2 separate regions of the Mus musculus genome follow, and region 2 is linked to region 1. The links are chromatin contacts, called in public HiChIP or PLAC-seq maps. All regions are on one chromosome and are shown on one strand. Each heading gives the region's core, a stretch centred on a gene start, on an enhancer-like site or on the middle of the called end of the contact. The rest is flanking DNA. Distances are from core to core; before and after follow the strand shown. Region 1 has its middle 16 kb from the start of Olfr541. Region 2 holds the start of Cyp2e1 (cytochrome P450, family 2, subfamily e, polypeptide 1).

Region 1 (5,750 bases), core at 2,430-4,929:
GGTGGGAAAAGGTCATCTACACTCCGCATCTCAACAGAGGCAGGTACAGAGCTGGATTCCAACAGATGTCCTGCTAAGAGTCTGGGCAGACAGGCTGCAGTTTCACGTGCCTTAGTCCCTCAGGAACTGGGTGTCTCTGTGTCCTCCTCCAGGCTGGAGTTGTGAAAGTCTAGCTCCCTGAAATATGCTGGCCCTGGGCCCTTAAACAGCCCTACTCCTCGCCCAGTGTGGCTTCTCTTACTCGCTCCTCAAGGTGCAAGTCTCAAGATAGCAAAATGCTGGTGGAGAAACAGACTGAAGGTGTAACATATTCTTGGTACTGGAAATTTTTCATTTTAAATTTAAAATTGGTGGCAATGTATATGTTTTTAATTAAGCTTATATTCAAATGTAAAACCCTTTGCAGCGATGATAACATTTTCACCTTTGTTTTTCTTTCACCTCACATGCATGAGCCAGCAGACATTAGAAGATGGTGTCAGATCCAAGGGAACTGAAGTTATGGGTGGTTTTGAGCTGAATTCATGCTGGGAACTGGATCCATGACCTCTACAAGATCAAAAGGAGCTCTTAACCTCAGGGCTATCTCTCCAGACCTCATTTGCTTCTTTTAAGAGACATTTTGTAGTGGAATCACAAAATATTCCACATGACTGACTAGTGCTGTACTCAGATTAAAAACACACTTGTTCCTTTCCTTCCTCTCCAACCTCTGTCTTTCACATCTTTTCAGCCTCCAGTAGTGAAGTTAGTTCCTAGCACAATGCTGAAAAGAAGCAGTGAGAGGAAGAATTGCTAGCTTGCCATTTTTAGGGGGAACAGGATGAGCATTTAGTTTTACCACCGCGAATCACAGCAGCTCCCAGCCTTTATAAGTGTCCTTGATGGGGACTAGGAAGGGCTGTGATGTTTCTTATTTTGCTAAGAAATCTTCATAAAAGAAGAATTTTAAAAGCTAGGTAAATTTGATTAAAACAAAAAAACTGGAGCAGGAGGAATAAGCTACTTTATAAAGCTCGTCAATGAAGTCAGTAACCTTGCTTTAGAGTCTCAAGTGTAGCAAAAAGAAAGGCATGGGGACATACTAGCATGTGAGCAATATGCTAAATGTAGGGGCAAGGCAGTGCCAAGTACAAAAGACTCAGGGAAACGCTTTTTCCAGTGTGTCCATTTCAGATGAAATATCCGAAGGGACACAGAAGCTGAGACAGCAGCAGCTAAGTGAAACACAAGCTGCTTTTTTCCTTGAACCACTGTTTATCTGGACCACCCATTGCAGAGTACCACCCACACTGAGGGTGCGACGTCTTCACTCAGTTAATCCCTTCTGGAAATGTTCTTACAAACAAACTGAGAAGTGTGTCTCCTAGATGATCCTAAATCCTAACAAATCAAGGTCAACCATCACAGACCCCACTCCTTTTCGTCCACTATGCGTCCTCAAAGGTAACACAAGCCTTGTAGGCAGCACTGTGTAGCTCTTATCTCTTTTTTGTATCTTTCTGCCACTAAATGATACTTTGGAGAATTTTATTTATAGCCAGGGTAACTATGCATATTAACTGCCGTCTTTTGTGAATGGGTCAGAATATTTTTTTTATTATCTAGAGTTCTTATTATAACATAGAACCGCCAATGAGATTTTTGAGTCACCCACAGGGTAGATACAGCTCACCAGTTCTATGACAGCAAGGAAGCATAGTCAGCTCTCGCACCATCAGCATCTTTTCCTAGGACAAATTTTATAGCTGGATCTCTCCAGCTTGGAATAGGGGACAGGAAAGGTGCCCTATAGAAATGGTGGCTGTATTTAACTAATCTAACGTTCATTTATGAGCTTGAGAGAATTCAGGTCATGAGTCCTGTTCTGGAAATTATTTTTTAAATTAAAAGTAATGATAAGAAAAAGAAGTGTTATGGGAGCAGAGGTGGAAGCTTACAGAGTACAAGGTAGAGTAGGGAAAAGTGCAGAAGTGGTGAGTTTTACTGCATTAGCTAGAACAACTCCAGTGACTAACTCATCACACGTGTGCTACATCATGAGGGATTGGGATTGCAGAGAGTAAAAGAGGGGTGAACGATGGAGAGCATTTTCAGATAAATAGCACCACAAAGGATTGTCACACGAAGGATTGGTAGGGGTAGAATGGTGTGTGTGTGTGTGTGTGTGTGTGTGTGTGTGTGTGTGTGTGTGTGTGTGTGTTCATGGAGAAAAGGCCAGTGGATGATCTCAGGTCATCGCACAGGTATTTCCTGGAAAGACTATTATTATTGGTAAAGGTAAACAATAAGATTATCAGAAAAGTTGAGCCATGCTCTGAAGAACAATCACCATCCCCCCCCTCACACACTGATGACAGGAATGAGCTGCCTGCTAACAGTGCATATAAAACCCACAGAAAAGGCTCTGGGAAGTGGTGATGCCATGAGCCATAGGCTTGTTGAGTCAAGAATGGTTACCAGGCACAAAGGCAGAAAAGCCATAGAGTACTTTGGGGTTCACGGGCCTGTGACAGAGAGGAGGGCTCCCTGAGATAACATATTTGAGATACATCATGGTAATGATAGAATCAACCAGGAAGACTGATGGATCACAGAAAGTAAGGCTTATAAAAGACCCGAGTTTATGAAGAGAGATGTGGGCAAGAATAGACCATACAGAAGTATCAGAGTTTATGAAGAGAGATGTGAGCAACCAGAGAGCACACAGAAGTACCAGAGTGTGGGTTCCCAAACCAGATGAGCACTGCCCATACCCTGGAGAGCTCTCAGAAAACATGGTGGGAGTAGGGCTGATCTCTACCCAAATCAGGCTTGTGCCTGCTCAACTCCATAAAGACAAAGACCAAGTAATGATAAAGCCAGTTCAATCTTTGTTTCCCCTGCCAGAGAACTGGCTTCTCAGAAATCATGTAACCAGCAGTCTGCTAATATAGCTGTTATGCTTGGAAGGTCCCTGCCCCTGCTGAAATACTTCCTCCCTTTTCCTTTCTCCTCTCTCTCCTGAGTCTAGCTCTATCATATAGCCTCTCTATTTCAATAAAGGAGCTGTTCTCTGACAGTCTCCTTGTTATCTATACCCACCATACTCTCCGCTGCCTTAGACCCTGATCCAATATGTGACAGTCATTTGGGGGTGGGGGGCACACATCGGAGAAAGGATAGTGAGTGAGATCCCAGGAGACAAGGTTATACAGAGTCTACAAGAGACATCTCAGCATGTCTTTCCAAGAGGTGCCGGTGGTTATGAGAATGTTTGCTCTGAGGGTGAAGGGTACAAATTCATCTTCACAACATCACCAGAGTACAACTTGGGAGGAGCAGATCACAGAGTAGACAGGCTCTGAATAAATAATGCTCTACTACACGATGGCGAGAACCTAAATCTAAACAATGAAAGTTTCAAAGGTAGAAACTGAAAAAAATAAATAAATGAAGGAAATTGGGTTTAGAAAATAAATAGAAGGGGTGGGTGATGGATAGACAAGCTGCCAAGAGAGAAACACGCTCACTCCACCCCCTTATGTCAACAGACTAAGTTTTAAGGTGGTAAAGTATGAAAAACGGACATTGAAGTTTTGGACTATGACCTTGTCTCCGAGGCTTGTAGACACAGGAATAGATCCAGAGCTGTTCAGTGCTAATGTCGAGTGCCAACCAGACAATAGTGACTGGGCTCATGTTGCAACGGTTCTCAGAACAGCTGAGTTGGTGAATGCTCCTGCTTGGCTGTATCCTGTCTTTCTACGCCATAGCATTCCCAGACAATGCAGCAAACATCATTCTGGAGTCCAGCACTGGGCTCCACAGAACCATGTACTTTTTTCCTGTGCAACCTGGCCACCATGGATATTGTCTGTACCTCATCGGTGCTTCCCAAGGCCCTAGTTAGCCTAGTGTCTGAGGAAAACACCATCTCCTTCAAGGAGTGCATGGCCCAGCTCTTCTTCCTTGTCCAGTCTGCATCCTCTGAGCTGCTGCTGCTCATGGTCAATGCTATGACTACGATGTGGCCATCTGCTGTCCCTGCACTGTAATTTTAGGATAAGCCCACAGCTGTGGGAACTAAGCCATGGGTATGTGGTCCATATGAGCACTAAATGCATCTGTGCACACTGGTCTGATAATGTGGCTGCAAACAGCGTCATGATTCTCATGGCCAAAGACTTCTATGGAGGTATCAACTTCTTGCTGACCCTACAGTCCTGTGGCTGCAACTCAACCTCACACTACCCAGTAGCCTGTGCAGTGCTTATCCATGCTCTGTGCTTGTGTCAGCACCCCTTTAAACGACATCCTGGAAAGTAGCAGTGTCTTCAGTGCTGTACACAGTCCTGAGCCCTACCTTGAACCTGCCCATCTATACACTGGGAAATAAGACCCTACAAGCCATGGGAGACGTGTGCAACTTTTTAAGCTGCAGATGGAAATGCACAAGCTGCCCTTCAGGCTTATGCTCCTCTCACACTTGCCTTACTGAGAGTAGCTCCATGGAGTACAGAGGCAGCTGTCATAATAAAGAAAAGAGCCTTCAGTCATAGGTGATGGCACTGTATTGTCGGCCCTGCTGTGTTATTTTGGTTGGGCCTCAGGGGTCTGTGGGTCATCAATAAATGTCTCATTTTCAGAACCACCACCTCAGGCTCCTGACGTGCTCTTCTCCCATCTAGGTTAATATTCCAGGGCAACACCGCCACAGAGCTTGGCTTCTCTCAGCCTTTGCTTAGTTACCACTACTCCTTTTTATTGTCCCAATGGTCAATATCACTCTTTCCCAATTACTCACGCTGTTAGTGGATGAGCTAACTTTTCTCGTTGCTTTGATAAACTAACAGGAGCAACATAACAAAGGTTTGGGGTTTGGCTCACCATGGCAGAAAACACGTGATGGCAGAAGTGCCACATAGACACATGGCATCCACATTAGAGAGCAATGAGTGTTCATACTCAGTTCACTTTCTTCTCTTATACAGTCTGGGTCTCTAGACCATGGAATAGTGATGCCCCATAGTTAGGGCAGGTCTTCCCACCTTAACTACTGTAATCTAGATAATCTTTCACTGACTACCAAGAATCTTGTCTCTGGTGATTCTGGTTCCTGTTAAGTGAATCATCAATATTAGCCATCACAAGTGGGGGTAATTAATAACCTATTCTTGGCATCTTCTCCCTCCCTCAATACATTGTCATGTTCTGTTCTTCAAAATCTTCTATATACCATGCCCCCAACCTTTCCTCATCAAACAAAAATGACCTGTTTTTGCCTCCTGAACTTAGGCTCCTTGGTTACTCCTCATTCTATCTGAAATTTTTCAGGTAGTACCTAATTCTACTCTAATTTCTTAGCATATATAACTAATCCTATCTCCAATCTACATATCTGCATAGTGACATATCTCTCTGAACATACTTTAATTCCTGTAATGTAGTGTGATTTGTTTTTATGTTCCTGGCCCTTTAAAGGATCCCCAGTGGCTAGTCAACTGGCTCTTTGGGAATGCTTCACTGTTAGAACTGTTTGGCCCTATAACCTTTAGAGTCATGCCTCTTGGACTTCTGAGAACAGTAAAGGACATGAAAAGCCAGCAGAGGCTGAGGGAGAAGAGAGTAGAGTCCAGGTGGCAGGAGAGTATGGTCAGAAAGTAGAGTTAGAGAAGAGAGGTGGTGCAGGAAGAAAGAAGACTGAAGAAGAGAAGAGACTGAGCAGACTGAAAATGAGTGATGTTGAGCCAGGAGAAGTTGAGTTGAGC
Region 2 (5,750 bases), core at 1,923-4,422, 42 kb after region 1:
AGGAGAAAAAAGAAGAAAACTGAAACAAAACAAAAAAGAATAAAAATTGAAGAATTGTGTTAATCCAAAAAAAAGTCATCATCTCAGCTCTCAATTAGTACTGTTAGTGCAGTTAATGCTGAGTTAATACTGTTAGTTAACTAGGTACAGGGGAAAGATCTTTCAACATCATCATTTCCTCTTTGCACACTTGGCACTACAAATGTAATAAAAATCATGAAGAAACAGCCACTTCTGTGGCACTAGGCACAGTCTCTCTGTCCAACTCATCACCTGACCCAAACTACAAGGTCCAAACAATTAAGTAAAATACAAATAAAATAGAGATCATTGCTTCAAAAAATCAAATACAAATAAATGGCATTGTTTTCAAAAGACATGAATATCTATATTTATTACTTGAGATTGTCTGGGCATTCAACAACATTATAGACAGAAAATCTCTGAGTTACTCAACTTGGCTGCAGACTATGGCTGCATTTGGTGATACTCCGACTCTCAATGTGTTTGTGTTCGGGTCAGCTGTGCAGATTCAGGCATTCTCAGTCACTGGTTCCAGGGGCTTGCTGTACCTCCAACACCCTCATGTTCCCACTCAGTCCATCAGATCCTAAGATTGACTCAGCCTGAGCAGAGAGCACTGCTCCAACAACACCACATGGACCAATTTGGGCTCAAGACAGGCAAGCATGTGCTAATAGTGAGGACAGCCTACATTATAACCTTGGAACAGGCCTATACCACCCAGAAAGCACAGCATAATCAGGAGAGCCCAAGGACACAGTGACCCATTCATCTTCAAGTCACACCATTAGGTCCCATCTCAGGAACAATTGGTCCTGAAATCCCAGCTAAAGACGATGCCTGTCTTCAACCCCTCTGGCTCCTGTAATTCTTCTTCCCTCTCTTCCACAGGGTTCCCCAAACTCTAAGAGGAGAGACGTGATTGAGCCCTCCACTTTGGGTTCTCATTCCTCCCAATTTTTGCCTATGGATTTCTGTGTCTGCTCCCATCAGCTGTCAGAGGAAGCCTCTATGATGATGACTGGGCTAGGCACTGATCGTGTCTGTCGTTCTGGTCTGGGTTACCTCACTCAGGATGATCTTTTCTAGTTCCATCCATTTGCCTGTGAATTTCATTATGTCATTTTTTTTAGTGGATGAGTAATACTCCACTGTACAAATGTATCACATTTTCTTTATCCATTGTTTGGCTGAGGGGCATCTAGATTGTTTCCAGTTTCAGGCTACTATGAATAAAGCCACTTTGAACATAGTTGAACAGGGTTTCTGTGGTAAGATGGAGCATACTTTGGGTATATGCCCAAGAGTGGTATAATTGTGCCTTAAGGTAGATGGAATCCCAGTTTTCTAAACAAACAAACAAACTATATTGATTTACAACGTAGCTATCGAAGTTTGCACTTCCACCAGCAATAAAGAAATGTTATCCTTGCTACTAGTTCTCACCAGCATGAGTTGTCACTTGTGTTATTGATCTTAGACATTCTGATGGGTTTCAGGTAGAATCTCACAGCGTGGCCCACAGAATCAACTAACAGGGCTCATAGAGACTTAAGCAGCAATCCCAGAGCCTGCATGGGTCTCCCCTAGATCCCCTGTGTATGTCATGGATGTTAGCCTGGTGTTTTTGTGGGACTCCTACAGTGGAAGTGGGGGTGTCCCTGACTCTTTTTCCTGCTCTCGGGACCTTTTTCCTCCTATTGGGTTGCTTTGTCTGGCCTTTATATGGGGTTTGGTGCCTAGTCTTTATGCATATTCCTAGGAGGTCTACTCTTCTCCAAAGGGCAACAGGAGTGATCTGGGGGAGAGAGGAGTGAAGGAGAAGGAAACATTGGTTGTGATGTGCTGTATGAGAGTAAAATAACTAAAATGACAACTGTCCCTGGTAGTCTAGGAGGCTTAACTAATGAGCAGAGTGCAAAACCACAACTGGGGTTTGAAGGACAGAGTAGTCTATACTACTACTGGTTTATTCAGAGAACATTCAGGTGTATGGTGTACAGCATCATTTTATATAGATGAAAGAATCATGAGCCATAAGTAACTCAAAAATCTGTTACTTAGATCCACTGTCATGTTCTCTAATGCATCCAAAGATGCATAGTTCCACAAAAATATAAAATTATAAGGCTTCATCTCATATCTTTTCTGTATTATCAGTCTGAAGACAATGTGACAAAAAAAGATTCATTCATTTTTAAAACACACAATATATCTAGAACCATAACAGAAAAGTGAATATGGGGCTGTACAAAAGAAATAATCAGTAGTCTCACATGTATTGGCATCTTACAATGCAGAGGAGTGGGGACCAGCCCTGCGCCCCTGGATGAACAAGCACATGGAACAAATCCAATTTTTAAAAAATTTCTTCTTTTTTTCTTCTGTATTTGACAAAGTGTTTTGAAAAACATTTTCCACCTACATTTTTACAAATAAGTGGGGCTGTTGAAGGACAGGTAGTACCTTTCAGGTGCTCTTGCCTAGCATGTGCAAGGCCCTGGGTTTGGTCCTTGGCACTGCAAATATTCGCTTACACAGACACTCAGAATATCTCAAAGTGCTTTAGCTTTATTTACCTCTACTTTTTTGCCTCCATGGAATTTTCTGGTTGATTTGACAACGTGAAATGGGATCCAGAAGTGAGATTTCCTGTTCTGCCCTCAATTTCCAGGTGGGCCATTAGGGTTGTGGTGCCAGATCAGAAGTTAGAGGTCTGCAGCCTAGTGCTGTCTTTGGCCTGGAATGAGCAGTAAATGGTTGGAAAAAAAACCTTTCCCAGCAAACAAACACATGCAAACATGATCTGAATGCATGCCTTCTGTGCTGACCAGTGCCATGGGGAAGACATTCCCCCACCCCCAGGACTGACCTATGAATTGGTGAGGTATTCCTACATGTACTCACCAGCACCCTGACAGGTGCCAGCAACCAGAGGATTGGCAGGGCCCAGCCTCATCCTTGTCAGATCAGTAGATGCAACTTCTAAGAGGCAATGGCTCCAAGGGTCAGCCTTTGAAATGATAGCCAACTGCAGCTAATAATAAACCAGCACTTTAGGCCAAGGGAGATGAGTGGTTATTGGCTGATGAGCCACCCTCCTTCTCAACGACACGTTATAAAATCCTTGTTTCTCCTCAGGAAATTCCTACAAATTTAGAGTGGAGCCCCATCGGCACCATGGCGGTTCTTGGCATCACCGTTGCCTTGCTTGTCTGGATCGCCACCCTCCTCCTCGTATCCATCTGGAAACAGATCTATAGAAGTTGGAACCTGCCCCCAGGACCTTTCCCAATTCCTTTCTTTGGAAACATTTTTCAGCTGGATTTGAAGGATATTCCCAAGTCTTTAACCAAGGTAAGGGAAACATTGCTGTATTAAGAAAACGAGTTAGAGATTAGATATAATGTGTATATATTAAACTCAGTGCCAGCTGTTATCCAATGACAGATTACCAAGATACTGAATTAACAGTTCAGCCCATCTTGGGCATGGAACACTCACCGTGAGTAGTGCCATACAGGCTCAGAGGCCCTGTACATTTGAAGTGATTATGAGATACTGATGTTGTTGTTAACTTCCTGTGCCAACTGATACAACAGGTGTATCCTGGCTGGTATCAACCTGTGTCCAAGAACAGACTGAAAAGGAAAATGCTGAGCCAGCTGTGACTCCCCAGAATAACAGCATCTGCCTTTTGCTAATGCTGTGAACATTGCATGGACTAACCAGCCCTCAAAATGCTACCTGGCATGGAATTGATGCTTGGTGTCTGTTAAGGATTGTCTTTGCATGTGGCAGGCTAGCTACAGGCTTCAAGAGCATTGGCTCCAAGTTAGCTTGTACTGCTAGGTAAGGTAGAGCCTTAACTTTAGAGGCAAACAAGAATGTGGTGAGTGTTGGCATTGATTGTGCCTGTTTAGGCACAGAGAAGAGAATTGTGTCTAGATAGAAGGAAGGTCCTCCACAAACCCAGAAGCTTGAGGTGGAAAGAGTATCCCCATATCAGACTAGACACAATGCCCTTTCCCCAAGTCCCTCTAACTCTCTGTGAAGAACAGGAACAATAAGAGGAGATGTGGTCTGTCTAAAGCAGGCTAAGTCCTGTTCTGTGCATTGGTCCCTGTAGTTGGCAAAGCGCTTCGGGCCAGTGTTCACACTGCACCTGGGTCAGAGGCGCATCGTGGTCCTGCATGGCTACAAGGCTGTCAAGGAGGTGCTACTGAACCACAAGAATGAGTTCTCTGGCCGAGGGGACATTCCTGTGTTCCAGGAGTACAAGAACAAGGGTAAGTTGGCTTCTTGAGCTGTAGGAGGGGGCAAATTAACAGAGTACTTCGAGTACCATTTGATCCTACAAATCTTAGTGGCAGCAACAGAATAAAGAACAAGGCAAAGGCTCAGATGATGTCTTGTACCTGCATGGAAGCTGCTTTTCGGCTTGTACTGAGCAGGCATTGTGAACCCGTGACACCTCCAGACCTCCACCCTCACCATAGCCCTGATTGACTTAAAGAGTGTCAAGGACCACCTCAGCCAGGTATGGGGGGCTCTGGAATGAGGGTCCTTGAAGCTAGGTGGGTAAGGATTCGGCAGTGACAAACAGAAACAAACACAGAGGCAGTTTGAATCTGACTGTATTTTGTAGCTCTCAAGCAGGGGATTTTATACATTAAAAACCAAACATTATATCTCTTAGAAACTGTATCCAGTAAAACAATCACAAATACCAACAAAAATCATTTGGCACAGTAAAGCACAAAGATCATTCAAGCATTACAACTCTGAAACTATGTATTCAGTGAATCACAAACAGAACAGGTAACATCATTATAAATCATCAAAATATAACAATCCTAAAAGGGTGTATTCAGTAGGGGCTGTCATTCAAGGTTAGTGGCATATTTCCAAGAGCAGGTTAATAAATCTTTAGTGGTCAGTGCTCTTAACCCCTGAACTAACTTTCCAGCCCCATGGTCAACTATTATTTAACATCTAGTGCCTGATTTTTTTTATAAATCTTCAAAGTGTAAATTTAAACTATTTTAATTCTTTCTAATTATGGCTTTCTTTACCATATACTAAAACCCACCTCTGATGACACACGTGTAGCCATATGAAATTTTATTGTTGGGAAAACTTGTATCTATCAAAATAGTTTTGTAAATGATTTTAAAAGTAAAGCATTGGTTTCCCCAGGGATAAGGTCATGACCCCTTCTCTAGGGATGGTTTCTTACCCATTATTCTTGCTTAAGATCTTGGCCTAGGCTACCAGGAACATGTAGATAAGAAAAGGAATAAGAGAAAACAAAACAGATAGATTACCATGAGAAGTACAGCTCAATATTTTCCCCCCTCGGGCAAAGAGTTCCACAACCAGTTCCAGGAGGCCTCCCCCTTTTGAGGTCAGTCGCCTCAGTCTGTGGAACTTGTCACACAGATCCTACTGGAGATGGTGTGGCAATAGAGAATGGCAGATGGATTGTTTCTGAACCCAGGAAGTCTTCCCCAAAGGATTGCTCCTCGGGCTCTTGTGCTTGTCCACGCTTCTTGGGACTCTTTCCACTCAGCCTCATCTGTCTCTGAGCTGTAGCGGGTTGCATGCACACAAGTCCTTTCACTCGCTTACCCCTGCCTGGCACTCTGTTTGTAGGGATGGGCCAGGCCTTAGGTGTTTGCTTTCCTCTATTGTAGCTGGTGAGAGAGAGAGAGAGAGAGAGAGAG

Evidence for each region. HiChIP or PLAC-seq counts read pairs in DNA pulled down with a chosen protein or histone mark.
Region 2: an H3K27ac HiChIP or PLAC-seq map of hepatocytes shows a contact between it and region 1, with 2.6 times the contacts expected there. The contact joins the promoter of Cyp2e1 here to the enhancer-like site in region 1. A contact is called at or near these places in 2 of 39 promoter capture datasets (both in liver), 8 of 484 Hi-C or Micro-C datasets (liver and nephron progenitors), 3 of 115 datasets of contacts at active chromatin or transcription factors (hepatocytes and liver) and 2 of 9 other capture datasets (adipose tissue and pancreatic islet).

Annotation. Positions count from the first base shown.
Region 1 is chr7:140,717,697-140,723,446 of GRCm38.p6, forward strand. It overlaps the pseudogene Olfr542-ps1. Among named protein-coding and RNA genes, the nearest start is that of Olfr541, 16 kb to the left of the region's middle. Within about 2 kb of position 3,680, at least 5 of the 459 cell types and tissues checked have an H3K27ac peak or open chromatin away from gene starts, as enhancers often do. A contact at or near this core is called in adipose tissue, hepatocytes and liver, where this site is marked.
Region 2 is chr7:140,760,647-140,766,396 of GRCm38.p6, forward strand. Cyp2e1 (cytochrome P450, family 2, subfamily e, polypeptide 1) reads left to right here and starts at 3,173. Exons shown (of 9, transcript NM_021282.3): 1 at 3,173-3,381; 2 at 4,154-4,313. The coding sequence starts at 3,205.